Linked DNA regions of Mus musculus: region 2 is linked to region 1. Evidence: chromatin contacts called from public ChIA-PET data. All regions are on one chromosome and are shown on one strand. Each heading gives the region's core, a stretch centred on a gene start, on an enhancer-like site or on the middle of the called end of the contact. The rest is flanking DNA. Distances are from core to core; before and after follow the strand shown.

What was found. ChIA-PET counts read pairs in DNA pulled down with a chosen protein or histone mark.
Region 2: a contact with region 1 is called in an RNA polymerase II ChIA-PET map of effector CD8 T cells, with 9 read pairs. The contact joins the promoter of Derl3 here to the enhancer-like site in region 1. A contact is called at or near these places in 3 of 39 promoter capture datasets (cranial neural crest, embryonic stem cells and macrophages), 10 of 484 Hi-C or Micro-C datasets (cortical neurons, embryonic stem cells, epiblasts and 3 more), 2 of 115 datasets of contacts at active chromatin or transcription factors (effector CD8 T cells and embryonic stem cells) and 3 of 9 other capture datasets (adipose tissue, liver and pancreatic islet).

Annotation. Positions count from the first base shown.
Region 1 is chr10:75,718,930-75,725,912 of GRCm38.p6, reverse strand. Cabin1 (calcineurin binding protein 1) reads left to right here. Exons shown (of 37, transcript NM_172549.3): 21 at 158-364; 22 at 509-654; 23 at 4,374-4,635. Among named protein-coding and RNA genes, the nearest start is that of Gm40696, 25 kb to the right of the region's middle. Within about 2 kb of position 3,787, at least 8 of the 459 cell types and tissues checked have an H3K27ac peak or open chromatin away from gene starts, as enhancers often do. A contact at or near this core is called in effector CD8 T cells, where this site is marked.
Region 2 is chr10:75,889,680-75,896,662 of GRCm38.p6, reverse strand. Derl3 (Der1-like domain family, member 3) reads right to left here and starts at 3,265. Exons shown (of 7, transcript NM_024440.2): 1 at 3,146-3,265; 2 at 2,979-3,044; 3 at 2,820-2,893; 4 at 2,603-2,696; 5 at 2,036-2,231; 6 at 1,534-1,624; 7 at 722-1,416. The coding sequence starts at 3,238. The coding sequence ends at 1,344.

The DNA.
Region 1 (6,983 bases), core at 2,538-5,037:
GGAGGCTTACACCCTCCATTGCAGATGTAAGAAGCAGGATAGGGAAGATGCTTTGTCTTCCAGCACACTGTGACCTTAGCTTGTCACGTTGGAGATGAGCGTTTCCTTATTTCTCAACCTTGCATGTACTATGAGTCTGCATCTGTCTGTTTTCAAGGTGGATCTTATATGGGAGGATGCCCTGTTTATGTTTGAGTATTTTAAGCCCAAGACCCTCCCTGAATTTGATAGCTACAAGACAAGCACTGTTTCTGCTGACTTGGCAAACCTGTTGAAGAGAATTGCTACCATTGTGCCCCGCACAGAGAAGCCAGCTCTGAGCATGGACAAAGTCTCTGCCTACATTGAGGGAACCTCAGCTGAGGTGGGCCTCAGGGAAAATGGGATGGTGGGGGTGATGGGCTTCCCCGCACACACTGCTGTCCGCTCAGCACCACCTGCAGGGGTCAGAAGGCGAACTGGCGGGTTGCATCCTTGACTGCGCAGCACTTGTCTTCTCTCATGCCAGGCGCCCTGCCTTCCAGAAGGAGCGGACCCCACCCCTCCCGTGCTGAATGAGCTCTACTACCTCCTGGCTGACTACCATTTCAAGAACAAGGAGCAGTCTAAAGCCATCAAGTTCTACATGCATGACATCTGCATCTGCCCTAACAGGTGGGCGGTGTGCTGAAGAGCTGTGCTGCTGCAGGAGGCCTTCTGACTCGAGCTAGCTCAGCCAGTTCAGTGAGCCAGGTTAAGTTTCCTTGTCTGCAGCAAGATAAGGGGAAAATGGCAAAATGATTTAGCGTTCTTGAGTGAGAGAGAGGCTTCTTTTCTGAAGTCCTCTGGGATCATTTGGTGTCAGTAAAGGGAGAAGATGATCTTTTGGGTTCGGATGCACAGGACAAGGATCATATTGTTGGTTTTGTGTTGCTTCTTTTCCTGGTAGCAGGAATCACGACAACTAATGTGTGTTTTGGGTAAATACTCTTTAATAGGATTGCTTTTGGGGGTTAAGAGGGAGTACTTGGGGTGTGAGATGGCTCAGCGGTTAAGAGAACCCACATGGCCACTGTAATTTACTTTGTAGGATCTAACACCTTTTTCTGGTCTCCATGAGCCCCAGGCACACACATGCTGCAATACATGCATACATACTTGCGAACCACACATGTAAACTACATAGCAGAAGAGTCGTACTGGAAATTCTGGAGCCTGAGGTTATTTCCCATGCTGTAATGACATCATTGGCAGTGAGGTTTGTCCTGGTGCCCTGTTGTGCTCTGTGCTTCCTCTGCAGACCACTGTTGAGCCTCCTTCTAAAATGGACTGACTTTCAGATCTCAGCATTCTGAAGGGCTCAGCTATGCTCCCGAAACTCGGAATACTTGACTGAAAGGACTATCACTAAAGTAGGCTCTGGGTGTGGTCAAAATGAGGTTACCCCTGTAGCCAGCCTATGTCTGAAGGTATAACACTGCAGACAAACTCTCCAGAAGTACTTAGGGCTACCACTGTGGCTGCCCTTGAACATGGGGGATCACATAGCTGCCCTGCCTCAGGAAATGACAGAAATAACCTTTCTACAATTCTACCTGGGGCAAGGGAAGAAGGGGCCGGGATCTGAATAGGGATCAAGTTTGTAAGACATCACCTGTATGAAAGGTCCTCAGAGGCCCCTTTTGTTCAGCTTGTGTTTTTCTCCTGGCAGGGAGCCATGTACTTAAAGCCCTGCTTGTCTTTGAGGTGGCTCCATCAGATGAGATGGTATAGACCAGTACTTACACTAGTTGTCTTTGAGGTGGCTCCATCAGATGAGATGGTATAGACCAGTACTTACACTGGTTGTCTTTGAGGTGGCTCCATCAGATGAGATGGTATAGACCAGTACTTACACTGGTTGTCTTTGAGGTGGCTCCATCAGTTGAGATGGTATAGACCAGTACTTACACTGGTTGTCTTTGAGGTGGCTCCATCAGATGAGATGGTATAGACCAGTACTTACACTGGTTGTCTTTGAGGTGGCTCCATCAGATGAGATGGTATAGACCAGTACTTACACTGGTTGTCTTTGAGGTGGCTCCATCAGATGAGATGGTATAGACCAGTACTTACACTGGCTGAGCTTGTGCAGTATGACATTGTGGATCACCTGCTTCCCCATTTGAAAAGGGAGAATAACGAAACCTGCCACTGTGGCATGGTCGGCTCCTGGTCCACAGTCAATGGAGTCAGAGTCCTAAAGGTGCAACTAGACCTCCCTTTAGTCTAGTGGCCCTCAGCCCTCCTAAGGCAGCAAGCCTTTAATACAGTTCCTCATGTTGTGGTGACTCCAATCATAAAGTTATTTCAGTACTACTTCATAACTATAATTTTGCTACTGTTTTGTTTTTGAATTGTAATATAAATAATCTAATATGCAAGATATCTGATAATGCAACCCCCAAAGGGGTCACGACCCACAGGTTGAGAACAACTGCTCTCACCTGTTTAGAGGATGTTTGTCTAGTAGATCCAGCCCTCAGGGTACTGGAATATCTCCTCTGAGGATGGGTCCCAGTGTAGAAAGGCTTTTGTCAGCTTGGTGCTAGGTCTCATTCCAGAGCCGCCTTTATTCTGAGCTTTACAGGCAGATACCAGTAGAGACTTGGGCTCCATCAGTTCCTTGGTACTAGCTAAAATATAAAGTTGGTTTGTTCGTTCGTTCTTTCTTTTTTTCTTCCTTCCTTCGTCTTCCTCTTCCTCTAAGCCTTCTGATAGGGTTGACACCCATGATAGATGGTAGGGTGAACAGCAGGGCCCTCGCTGCACTGTTAGAGGTCCTTTGAGGATCTTGCAGCTTTCCTTCACTTTCCTGCTTTTGGCTGAACTGCAAGTGGTACCAAATTAGATAGGTGTTTTGGGATGGAGGTGGGGCTAATACCTAGTTGGCTCAGCACTTCTGCTCTGGAAACAGCTCTGAGCCCAGTACCAGGACTAAACCTGCTCTGCATAAGAGCAGAGAATATGGACTATGGGTACTTCCTCCTCCTGGGGTCACATTGTTACTGAGCCACAGGTTGCCCTGCAGGCCTGTACTCCTAGAATATGGGTTGTGTGCAGATGCACCTGGATTTGACACTTACATTAGGAGGGGTCACTCTCAGTAGTTTTTCCCCTGTGCGTTTTTTGTTGTTATTTGTTTGTTTGTTCTTAATGTATATGGGTGCTTTGCCTGTAAGTATATCTGTGCATCATGTGCGTGCCTGGTACATGTAGAGCCGAAAGAGAGAATCAGATCCCTGGAAATGGAATTACTGATGACTCTAGGCTGCTGTGTGGGTGCTGTGAACCAAGTCCAGGCTCTCCGAAAGAGCAGTCAGTGCTCCTCATTGCTGAGCATCTCTCCAGCCTGCTGCTTTTTTTTTTTAAGATGTATGTATGTATGTATGTATGTATATGAGTACACGGTAGCTGTACAGATGGTTTTGAACCTTCATGTGGTTGTTGGGGATTGAATTTTATTTTAGGTTCTCAACTTGCTCCAGTCAACCCGACTTGCTCCAGTCAGCCCTGTTCACTCAGTCCCTGCTTGTTCCAGCCCAAAGAGTCATTTATTATTATACATAAATACACTGTGCACCAGAAGAGGGAGTCAGATCTCATTATAGATGGTTGTGAGCCACCATGTGGTTGCTAGGAATTGAACTATGGACCTCTGGAAGAGCAGTCAGTGCTCTTACCCACTGAGCCATCTTGCCAGCCCTCCAGCCTGCTTCTTAGCTTTCACAGTGATGCTTTTCTGCTGTGGTTGCTGTGTATGGAGGATGTGGTTCTTATGTAGACACATAGGCACAGTCACATGTCTCCTTTCCTCAAAGTGAGGGCAGCTTCTCCTAGAACTGGTAGCTATTGAAAAGAAGTCCCTGTTGTAAAGTTGGCCCTGGTAAAGAAGAATCTTCCCCTTTAGCCCTTCTCCCTGTCCCCTTCTCCAGAGTAACCCGAGCTGAGCTGGGAAGAACTCCCAGGCCACTGAGGAAGAAAGGCTCCTCTGAGAAAGCTCTCCCATGCTTGCTGTCCTCTGCACCAGCGTGTCTTTGGTGTCTTTCCTGCTTCTCTCTTGCACGGTGTCACGCGAGCGTGTTGGAGGGTAGTAAAAGCACCTCTGGGTTTCCCTGGCTGCTTCTGCCTTTGCCATCTCCTGGGGTGATCAGAGAGTTCCGCACGCCAGTTTTAAGGTGTGGTGGGCTGAACTGATGGTGTATAGGAGGGGCAGCATTAGCTCTGCTTCCATAGTGTCTGCCGACTGTCTGTCAGGCTGTAGTATCTGCCGGACTCTCTGTCAAGCTGTAGTGTCTGCCGTCCATCCTTCAGGTCAGCAATGTTGGTAGCTGTTGCTTTTCTCACTACCCTAGGTTTGACTCCTGGGCGGGAATGGCTCTGGCCCGGGCCAGCCGAATTCAGGACAAGCTGAACTCAAATGAGCTGAAGAGTGATGGGCCCATCTGGAAACATGCCACACCTGTTCTCAACTGCTTCCGGAGGGCCCTTGAGATTGACAGCTCTAATTTGTCCTTGTGGATTGAGTATGGTACCATGTCCTATGCCTTACACTCTTTCGCATCCCGTCAGCTGAAGCAGTGGAGAAGTGAGCTGCCCCCGGAGCTTGTGCAGCAGGTGAGGAGGGTGCTACAGAGGGCCTGCCATTGTCTGTCTAAATAGGCTGGCCTAGGTCCCTGCTGCTCTTTGTTCTGACACACCAGCTCTCTGGGACATGTGAACTGTTTTCCTGCAGGAATGTTGTTGTTTCTTGGTCGTTGGGCACCTAGTCCATTGACAACAATTTCAGAGGTAGACTCTTATGACCTGCCTGACTGGTCATCAGTTTGAACGGAGTTGAGTAGTGAAGAAGGGATAAGACCATCTGAAGTAGGCACCGATTCCCTGTTTCCAGAGAAGGACGTGGGGGCCGCGGTAATATGCTTGGCCTGGCATTAGGGTTTTCAGTTGCCATGTGTGGTGTTCCTCTCGGCAGGATGCAGGTCTGACCTACAGCTCTGCTCTGTAGAGCATCACTGGTTCCTTCAGATGCAAGTGAAGGGATCGCTCCGACATGCTTTCGGATTTCTTAGCAGCAGGTGGAGGCTGCTAGAGATCAGACCTGGTGAGCACAGACTGCTGTAGAGCTACATCCCCACACCATGCAGGCCAGCGGGGCAGTAAGAGGTTGGAGCTCAGGAAGATCTCTGAGGAAGAAGGTTGAAGGAGCTGACCAGTCAGGTAGATAGTACTTGGTTTCAGGTTTTGCACTGATCATCTGTGATGAAAACCCCAGGCAAGATGATGGCACTGCCGACACTGTTGACACTGCTGGGTGGCTGGAAGAGACCCTCTGCACTCGCCACTGCCCTCCTCTGAAGCGTTGTTGCCTTGATGGGGAGCTGACAGTGTGCTGAGGTCCCTACTGCCTCTAGGACCCTGCAGAGTAAGACACTGGCCTGCAGAGCCTCTGAACTTGGCAGATGATACTGCAAAAGCTGAGGAAGAATGCAGCAGTAGACTTCTCCACTAGAGGTTGCCAGTTTTATATCTGAGCTGCATCCTTAACAGTCTGCCCTGAACACAAGGCTACTGTTTGAGAACCTCGGCTCCGAGAGAGTCATGAAGTGAACCCACTTAATGAGGACTGAGTTACTGTAATCAATAGTGAATAAAAGATGTCATTGGGCCTTATGAAAAAATTAGTCGTGAAAATGCCTCCTGAATCTTGTGTCACTAGAACTTGACAGTTCAAGAATGTGCTCTTCTTTGTGAGCAGAGCTGAAGTTGACTCTTGGAGAGCTCAGCTTTCTGTCGGTTGTAGGATTCTGTAACACACACCTTTCACCTTTGCAGCATGCATTTTAGAAAGCTACGTTTCCAAAGCTACTTGGGAGCGACCTCCCTTGCCCTGGGACTCTCTGAATCCTCTGTGCCTTTCAGGGGTATTCTCTTGGCAGGTAATGGTCAGCTGTGCTCACTGTGAGTTCTGGAGCATAAAGGCTCAGAGTTTGCACACTTGAGGGGCAGCACGACCCTGGGCTTCCCTGCTGTTGTGTGAGGCCTCAAGGCACTGCTGCTGTCCTCATCTGTGCTCGGGCACCTCGCCCTCAGCTTAGTAGCTCGTCTCTGGCTTCTAGACTCAAAGCAGTTTGGTCCCCATGTTTTTCTTCCTCAGTGTGCAGACTGTATGAACTCTATAGATAAGTGAGAATAGGGGCTCCATACTTGGCTGGGTCTTTTGGGTAGGCGTGGAGCTTGTTAAAAGGACGTACCAGGGACCTGCAGACAGAAGCTGTGCTTTTGCAAGCTCCTGGGTGGGCATTATGTTTTCCTTTATTATTTTTTTAAATTTATTTTTTTCTTCAGTAGTTTAGATGTGACATCATAGGGATAGGCTTGAGCCCAGAAGCAGAGAGTATGTGTGAGAAGTGTCCTTAGAGGTCCCAGCCCACTGCTAACAGGGCAGATATCAAGTGCTGTGCAGGGCCTTGTCCTGACAAGAACAGAGTGGAGAAGTGCCTGCATTGCCTCTCATCTAAGCATCACCTCCTTTAAGAAGTTGTTATTTATCTTTCTAGACTGTACAAGGAAACAAAGCCTTTTTACACACAAGTGGTGTGTACATTTAGAAAAGTCTAGGAGGATTTGCCTGTTGGACTTTTCCTTTCATCCTGGATGCCAGTGTACTAAATGCAGTGTCTGGCTTCCCTTTTCCCTCAGCCTGTGCTGTAGATCTCTACTCGGGTCACTTTCTACGGCTCCAATACAATCCTTTTAAATGTGAACTCAACTTTGTTATAGCCGACCATACAGAAACCCCTTATTGCTTCATTGGGTGGCCTTATAACAGTAGGGACACAATTATCCTCCAGGTAGACACACTGAGGTGAGGTAGTCCCTCCCCGTGAGGGAAGACTTGTTCCGAGAACCGAGAGGACCTTTTGCAGAGCTTTATTTGTCCAGCTCCTGCAGGTAGAGGGCAA
Region 2 (6,983 bases), core at 2,016-4,515, 170 kb before region 1:
CTCTGGTTCTGAGTCTGCATAGCCAGGCCACAGGGCCCCTAGAGCAGAGCCCAGTCACTGTTCTTTCTTGTGCCTTCCAGCTTCCCAGGGGCTCTCTGTGCTCAGCAAGTCCTTGTAGAGGTTGACAGTGTGTCAGCTCCTCTGCTGGCCTTAGTCCTGATGCATCCAGACAGGCTGCTGCCACCTGGAGGGACTGTGCTGCTCTAGAATGAATCCCTTCTAGAGGACTTAGTCATGTGTGGGCAGCACCTGGACAAGACATAATGAATATGCAAGCAGAAGTCTGTGCCAAAGTTCTAGCAGCCCCCAAAGCGTTAACTGAGTCTATCTCAACTGTGGCTGGGCCAACTTCTCCTTCCCCAGGCTGTTGTGGGGAATGGAAATAGCATGCCTGCCATGTGCCATCCTTTTGAGTTAGCAGTGTGTAGAGAGGTAGAGAGGAGGTAGAGCCTCTGTGCTTAGGGTGAGCTCATTCCTTTGTCCGTGGTTTGTGGTGTAGAATAGACATGGGTCTGCATCTGCTTGGCAATTTGGGCATGCAGGCTGTGACTGAAGACAGTGACGCTGGCACCCCAGCTCCACTCTGCTACCCTTACTCAGTGGGTCCACTAGGGAGTACTCTCCTCCACCCCATCTACCCCTCAGAATCTACCAGTCTTAAAACCCTCCCTCCTCTCCACAGCAGTGGCCCACCAGGTTTCACTAACATATTGAGTCAGACTCAGTAGAAAACATTTTTGATGCCATAGAAATAACAGGCCAGATTTGGGGAAATCCCGTACTGAGTGAACCCCGTGGGGCACATGTAGAGCAACAAAGAAAGCTAGGTAGGAAGGCCTGCACAGGCCTTCCGCTACAAGGCAAATGGAAGGAATGTCCCAGATCTACCTCCACTGTACACGGCTGCTGCTTAAATAGAGCTCAAGGCCCTGGGCTCACTAGCATGGCAGAGGGTCAGGCTTGTCCTCTGCACCTGAGACCATGGGACCTGTGTGTCACCAGCTGGAGAAGGTGAAGACTTGCTTGCTTTAAATGAAGACAGGCTAGGGGGTGGCATCAGCCCAGAGGCACCACGGTGGGATTCCTGTTGACTGGGCTGAGGTCTCCATGGAGGCATAGGCAATGTGAAGGTGAGGCCTGTGGGTACCTAGTTCAGAACTCTGCTCAGCATCTGCAGGCAGTCCGGGACCTCTCTGGGCCCTGTGTCCTGTCATTACCGCTGAGCAGAGATGGTACAGGGAAGTGGAGGGTGTTGCTGGCCGAGGTGGGCTGCTCAGCTGGAGCTGAGGTGGAGGGAAGGATAGAGTGCTGTCAGAGTGGGCTTCCTGCTCCAGGAGCTGCAGTTAGAGCTCTGGCTGCTCTTCGGGAAGGGGCAGGTAATCGGGGTCTTCCTGAGGGTCATCTAGTAGCAGCTTCCTGTGGGGAGGGGACAGTTACACTGAGCACTGCAGCAAACACAGGTCATCCCCCTCCCTGTGGAGTAGGTAGATTGGCACGGAAGGGGCCGTGGGGGAACCGATGTCCAACACTCACAACACGCTGGGGGTCAGCAGCAGTCTCTTGCCTCCGGGCTGGTTGGGAAAGACGTCTTCTAGGAAGTAGTAGATGTGGCCCACAAGGATCCCTGTGAGAGAGCCAAAGGCTGCCAGAAGCCATCTTTCACAGCCCAGGGTAACCCCAGGTTCCAGAGCCCAAGTACCCTGCTATCTGGCAGAATAAGATCAGAACTGGCCTTGAAAGACAGGCTTAAAGGGGCCCATAAGCGGACGAGGGGAGGAACTAGGAGCTTGAGAACACTGGGGGAGTAGGAGCCAGGAAGCAGAAACTGTAACCACCCCCAGGCAGACCAACTCAGTTCAGAAGGTCAACTGCAGATGCAAATCCTGTGGTCCAGCTGGATTGCTTGAGGGGCATTAATAACGAACAAGAAGTTAGGAGAAGATGAGGGGTTGGGAGGAGCCGGGGAAGGGATGTATGAGCTGGCTCCCTGGGAGCAGCAGGCCTGGGGGTGAGTGGCAACGGTGGGCCAGCTCACCTAACAGGTCTGTGACAACCGAGTTGCCCAGCAGCAGCGAGAAGCCCATGAGGGCCCAGGGCAGGAATGGTGCCTGGAAGTTGAGTAAGCCGAAGAAGTTGACCCTCACGTGAGGGCTGCGACGGCTCCATACATAGACCAGCATGGCCATGAGGGCCTGTCCCAGGAAAAACAGGCTGCCCAGGAATCCCAGCAGCTGGACCAAGAGTCAAGGCTTCCTGGAGCAGTCTGCTGCCCACAGTGCCTCTGACCCTTTCCACGGGTTCCCTCATATCCCTGGTGTATTCCAGAGATTTGAGAACCCCTTTCTGTGATTTCCAGGTACCCAGGCCCCATCAGTTCCCGTGCCTGCTCCTTCTGGCTCTTGCATCCATGTTTCAGAGCCTTGGTAGTCTACCAGACTGCCCTATATCTCCCTGTTGTGCTGTTCAGGGACACTGAAGAACTAGCTGGGGCACCTAAGCTAAATGGCTGCCAGGCTCCGAATGCCTGTCCCTCCTAGTCTGGGTCACGACAGATAAGAAGGCGACTCTTTGGTCCAATAATACTGAACATACAGAAGGATACAGTCATAAGAACACCACCGAAGAGAAACATGAAAACGAAGTCAGCCTTGCGGCCACGGAAAGAACCCTCCTCCAGCATGCGGCAGTAGCGGAACCTGCAACACTGGCATAGGAAGTGCCACGTCGACTGGGCCTCAGTTTCCCCCGTCACCACCCCAGCATAACCCCCATCCCGGGCTCACTCCACCCCCAGCCCCCGCCAAGGTGGCCCAGGATACACGAAGAGCATGTTGAAAAAGAAGCCGAATCCCAGGGGCCCGAAGAAGAGGAAGGTGGTGATGAGCCTCCAGACCTGCAAAGAGGTGGGGGTGGCGGTGAGGCGCGGGGATGGAGGGCAGGGTCCTGGCTGCCAGGCGCCTGGGTCAAGGCCGCCTCACCTGGAACTTCCGGAACACCAGGTGCGGGTTGAAGTAGAGCTGGAAGGGGCTGAGGAGCTCCAGCTGCTGTGGGACAGGAGGCAGTGTAAGCCCCGGGAAGCAGGCGACATCCCTAACCCACCGGGGACTGTAACCATGGTGCCGCCACGCCCGCCCGGCCCGCTCACCACTGCGGCCGTGGTGAGGACGCAGGCCGCGGTGTAGGCGCGTGTCACCGCGGGCACCTGCAGGAAGCCCGCCGCCAGCCTCTGCCCAGCCATCGAAAAATCCTTAGCGCGCGCGCTGGCAAACCCGCTCTCTTTACCCGCCCCCAAGCCCCGCCTCGCTCTCTGGGGGCCAATCAGCGTCCGAGGAGCCGAGCCTGGGGACTGGAAAGCCAATGGGAAGAGGAAGCGGGACGGCCAGGTGTATCCGAGGCGGCTAGCCAATGGGGAAGTCCCACGGTAGAGCACGTGGCGGTTGTTGTGGCTGCTATGGAGGCGTGGGAGGTGTTGTGGCCAATCGTTTGACAGCATCTAGAAAAGAACCAATAGCAAGGACCCACGAGATTGCCACGGGGGCGGGGCTATGAAAAGAGGCACAAAGAATCGAGAAATGGGGCGGGCCGAGATGCTGAACAGGCCTCAGGCCAACCTCCGGCTTTCTGGTGACATTCTGTAAAACTCTAGAATCCAGTTATCACTTGCTGGCTCCAGTCCTGACCTTCCTGGGTGTACGCTGCGGGGAGGACCAGGTTGAGGGTTCTGAGCCATGCAGGAGTAAGTGGGCAGATTGGAGAAGGACTTGAAACTTGGTAAAAGAGAAAAATGCCATTAGTCAATCATTTATTGAGGACCTACTGTGTGTCGAACATTCTGATAAATGCTGGGGATCCTGTAGCCAACAAAAGACACTGTCTATCATGGTCCAGACAGTTTGATACCGCGCAACCTAGAAAAGCTCCTCGATGGAAAATAATGCCTGAGACTCACCTCCACGGTAAGTAAGGTGACCTGTGAAGCCTATTTGAAGAGGTGACATTTAACTGTCACTTCTAAAAGATCCCTGTGCTCACTAAAAGGTTATACAAACAAAACAGTAACGTGCACTGTCCAGGTTATGAAAAAGTACACGTTTTTCTTGCGTTTTTTTTGTGGGGATTTAAAATGACTCAGCTTCTATGGGGAACAGTAAATGCGGTGCTCAAATGTAGAAAGCAAGACGACCACTGGGTGGAGTGGAGCTCGCCTTCATTCCCAACACTCCAAAGGCAGAGGCGGGGAGATCTCTGAGGGTCCGAGGCCAGTCTCGTCAACAGCGTTCCAGGCCAGCAAGGATTACATAGCGAAATGTCATCTCTAAATAAATAAATATACAATTATCAGACGAGGAAATTGGAGGCAGGATAGTGAGTTCTGATCATGATACCTGAGATACAAAACCAAACGCTGTCTCAGAAAGCTAAAATACTGATTTCATTTTATTCAAATAAAACTTAAAACATAGAATTACCATTGTACCCCTTAGCAAGTCTACCCAGAAGAACTTAAAGAGAAACGTTTGCCAGGCATGGTGTCATATACCTTTAATCCCAGCACTTGGGAGGCAGAGGCAGGCAGATTTCTGAGTTCATGGCTAGCCTGGTCTATAAAGTGAGTTCGAGGACAGCCAGGGCTACACAGAGAAACCCTGTCTAAAACAAAACTAACTAACTAGCTAACTAACTAGACAAGTACTGCAGCCCACCTACTTAGGAAGGGAAATGGAGTACTACTGTTGAATAGGCGCAGAGCTTTTGTTTGGAAAATGGAAAGTCGTACGAACGAATGCTGATGGTTGCACAAAATGTGAGCAGCCTGTAAGCTATATGCTTGTATACGGTTGGGACAGATTTTATGATGTGTGTATTTTATTGCTATGTTTGTTTGTTTATTGAGATGGGGACTCCATCCACACAGATGGCCTTGAACTCACAGACCTGCCTGATACTCACGGTGCTGGGATTACAGGCAGGTGCTGCCAAGCCTAGCTAAGTCCTTTTATTTTAATATATGCTATGATGCTGGTGATGGATCCCAGAACCTTGCACATGCTAGGCAGACAGCCTGTCATTGAGCTACATCCCCAGCCATGTTACTTCTTAAAAAGAAACGTCCGAGGGACTGGAGAGATGGCTCCGCGGTTTAGAGCACTGGCTGCTCTTCCAGAGGTCCTGAGTTCAATTCCCAGCAACCACATGGTGGCTCACAACCATCCATAATGAGATCTGAAGCCCTCTTCTGGTGTGTCTGAAAACAGCTACAGTGTACTTATTTATAAAATAATAAATAAAAGTTAAAAAAAAAAAAAGAAGAAGAAAGAAATGTCCGAGAGCAGTGGCGCCGCTGTCTACCACTGCGGAGCATCATCTACTGGACGCCACCAGGCCACTGCCCACAGGAACTCACAGATATATTGATGGGGGAAGGGTTTGTGATGTCCCACCCAAGTCTGAGATGTTATTAGCAACCGGTGACTGCTGGGGAGAGAGATTTATGTTTTCTTCAGTGATGCAGCTCCTGAAAAACCTACCCACAGTACAGCAGAGGGTCCGACACTCATATACATTCAGTCAACACTAAGTGGACTCTTCAATGGGTTGAGAGGGAGAGAGAGAGACAGAGAGAAGGAGACAGAGAGAGGGAGAGAGGGAGAGAGGGAGAGAGAGAGCGAGCATACAAGCGCCTGTGCACATGAAGGAGGAAAAGTGGTGAAAGGAATTGGGAGGGGGGCTGGTGAGATGGCTCAGTGGGTAAGAGCACCCGACTGCTCTTCCGAAGGTCCAGAGTTCAAATCCCAGCAACCACATGGTGGCTCACAACCATCTCATAACGAGATCTGATTCCCTCTTCTGGAGTGTCTGAAGACAGCTACAATGTACTTACATATAATAAATAAATAAATCTTTAAAAAAAAAAAGGAATTGGGAGGGGAGGGAGGAATAGGGGGTAGAGTTGATAAAAACACACATGTGGGTATGAAATCCTCAAAATAAAAATTAAAACGTGTCTAAGGGCAAAAGATGGGCAAAGTAATCCCTGGCTGGGGTGGGTGGAGCCTGGAGGTCCAGGGCGTGGAGTGCTTTTCCCCTATAAACTGAGCAGGGCAGTGATGGGGTCAAGGGTGATTGAGAGGTCTGAGCAGAGAGAGTGGATGACGTCACCTGTGGCAGAGATGGAGAACGCTGGAGAGAAGGCAGGAGGCAGAGTCTTACTCTGGCCTTGATTGATTTGTGGGCATCTACCTGACACCTGCTTGGACAAATCTTGAGTGTGGTATCGGGAGAGAGGTCAGTTGTCAGTATATCAATGGCTTTTGTAGCCTGGGCCTGTGAGAGATTATAGGGGGTGGAAAAGCCATGGGTGAGCGAAGTCCTGAGTTAATGTGTATTGTTGGAAAGGGCAATGCCATATTGAGGGCTCCAAGGCCTCCAACCATGGGACAATTTGGCAAGGCCATTTGGCAAAGCAGTCCCCCCCAAAAAACTAAGAATATGAGTGTTTATGACCAGTCGATCAATGTGTGTAAAGACTAGCAACTACAGCTTCCTTCTCTCCCAGATGTTTCCAGCCTATGACAGAGAAGAAGCCAGGCCTGGATGGCAGTCAGAAACAGGAGGCCAAGAGGAGAGGGAGGTCCAGGAGCTAAGCCAGGAGAGGATTTCAAAGACAGAGAAAGGCAGTGAGCAGCTGGGTGTGGGGGAGGACTGGGAAGGGACTGTGGCATGCAGCTAGGCAAAGCCCCTGATGACCGGGCAGGAGGAAAAGGAAGATGCCCAGATATGTCCTAGTCAGCCTGAGGAGCCAGCTTTGGACACCAGTTTGGAAGATGAGTTAAGGTCAGAACAGAGCCCTGAGGTCCCCAGAGGATACGATCCGGCCCAGAGAGAAACTAGTTCAGGTTGTCTCAGGTAGATGCCAAGAGCAAGAGGGTCCCACGGGAACAAGAGCCATCTGCAGGCAGATTATGGAGAACAGGAAACACTGG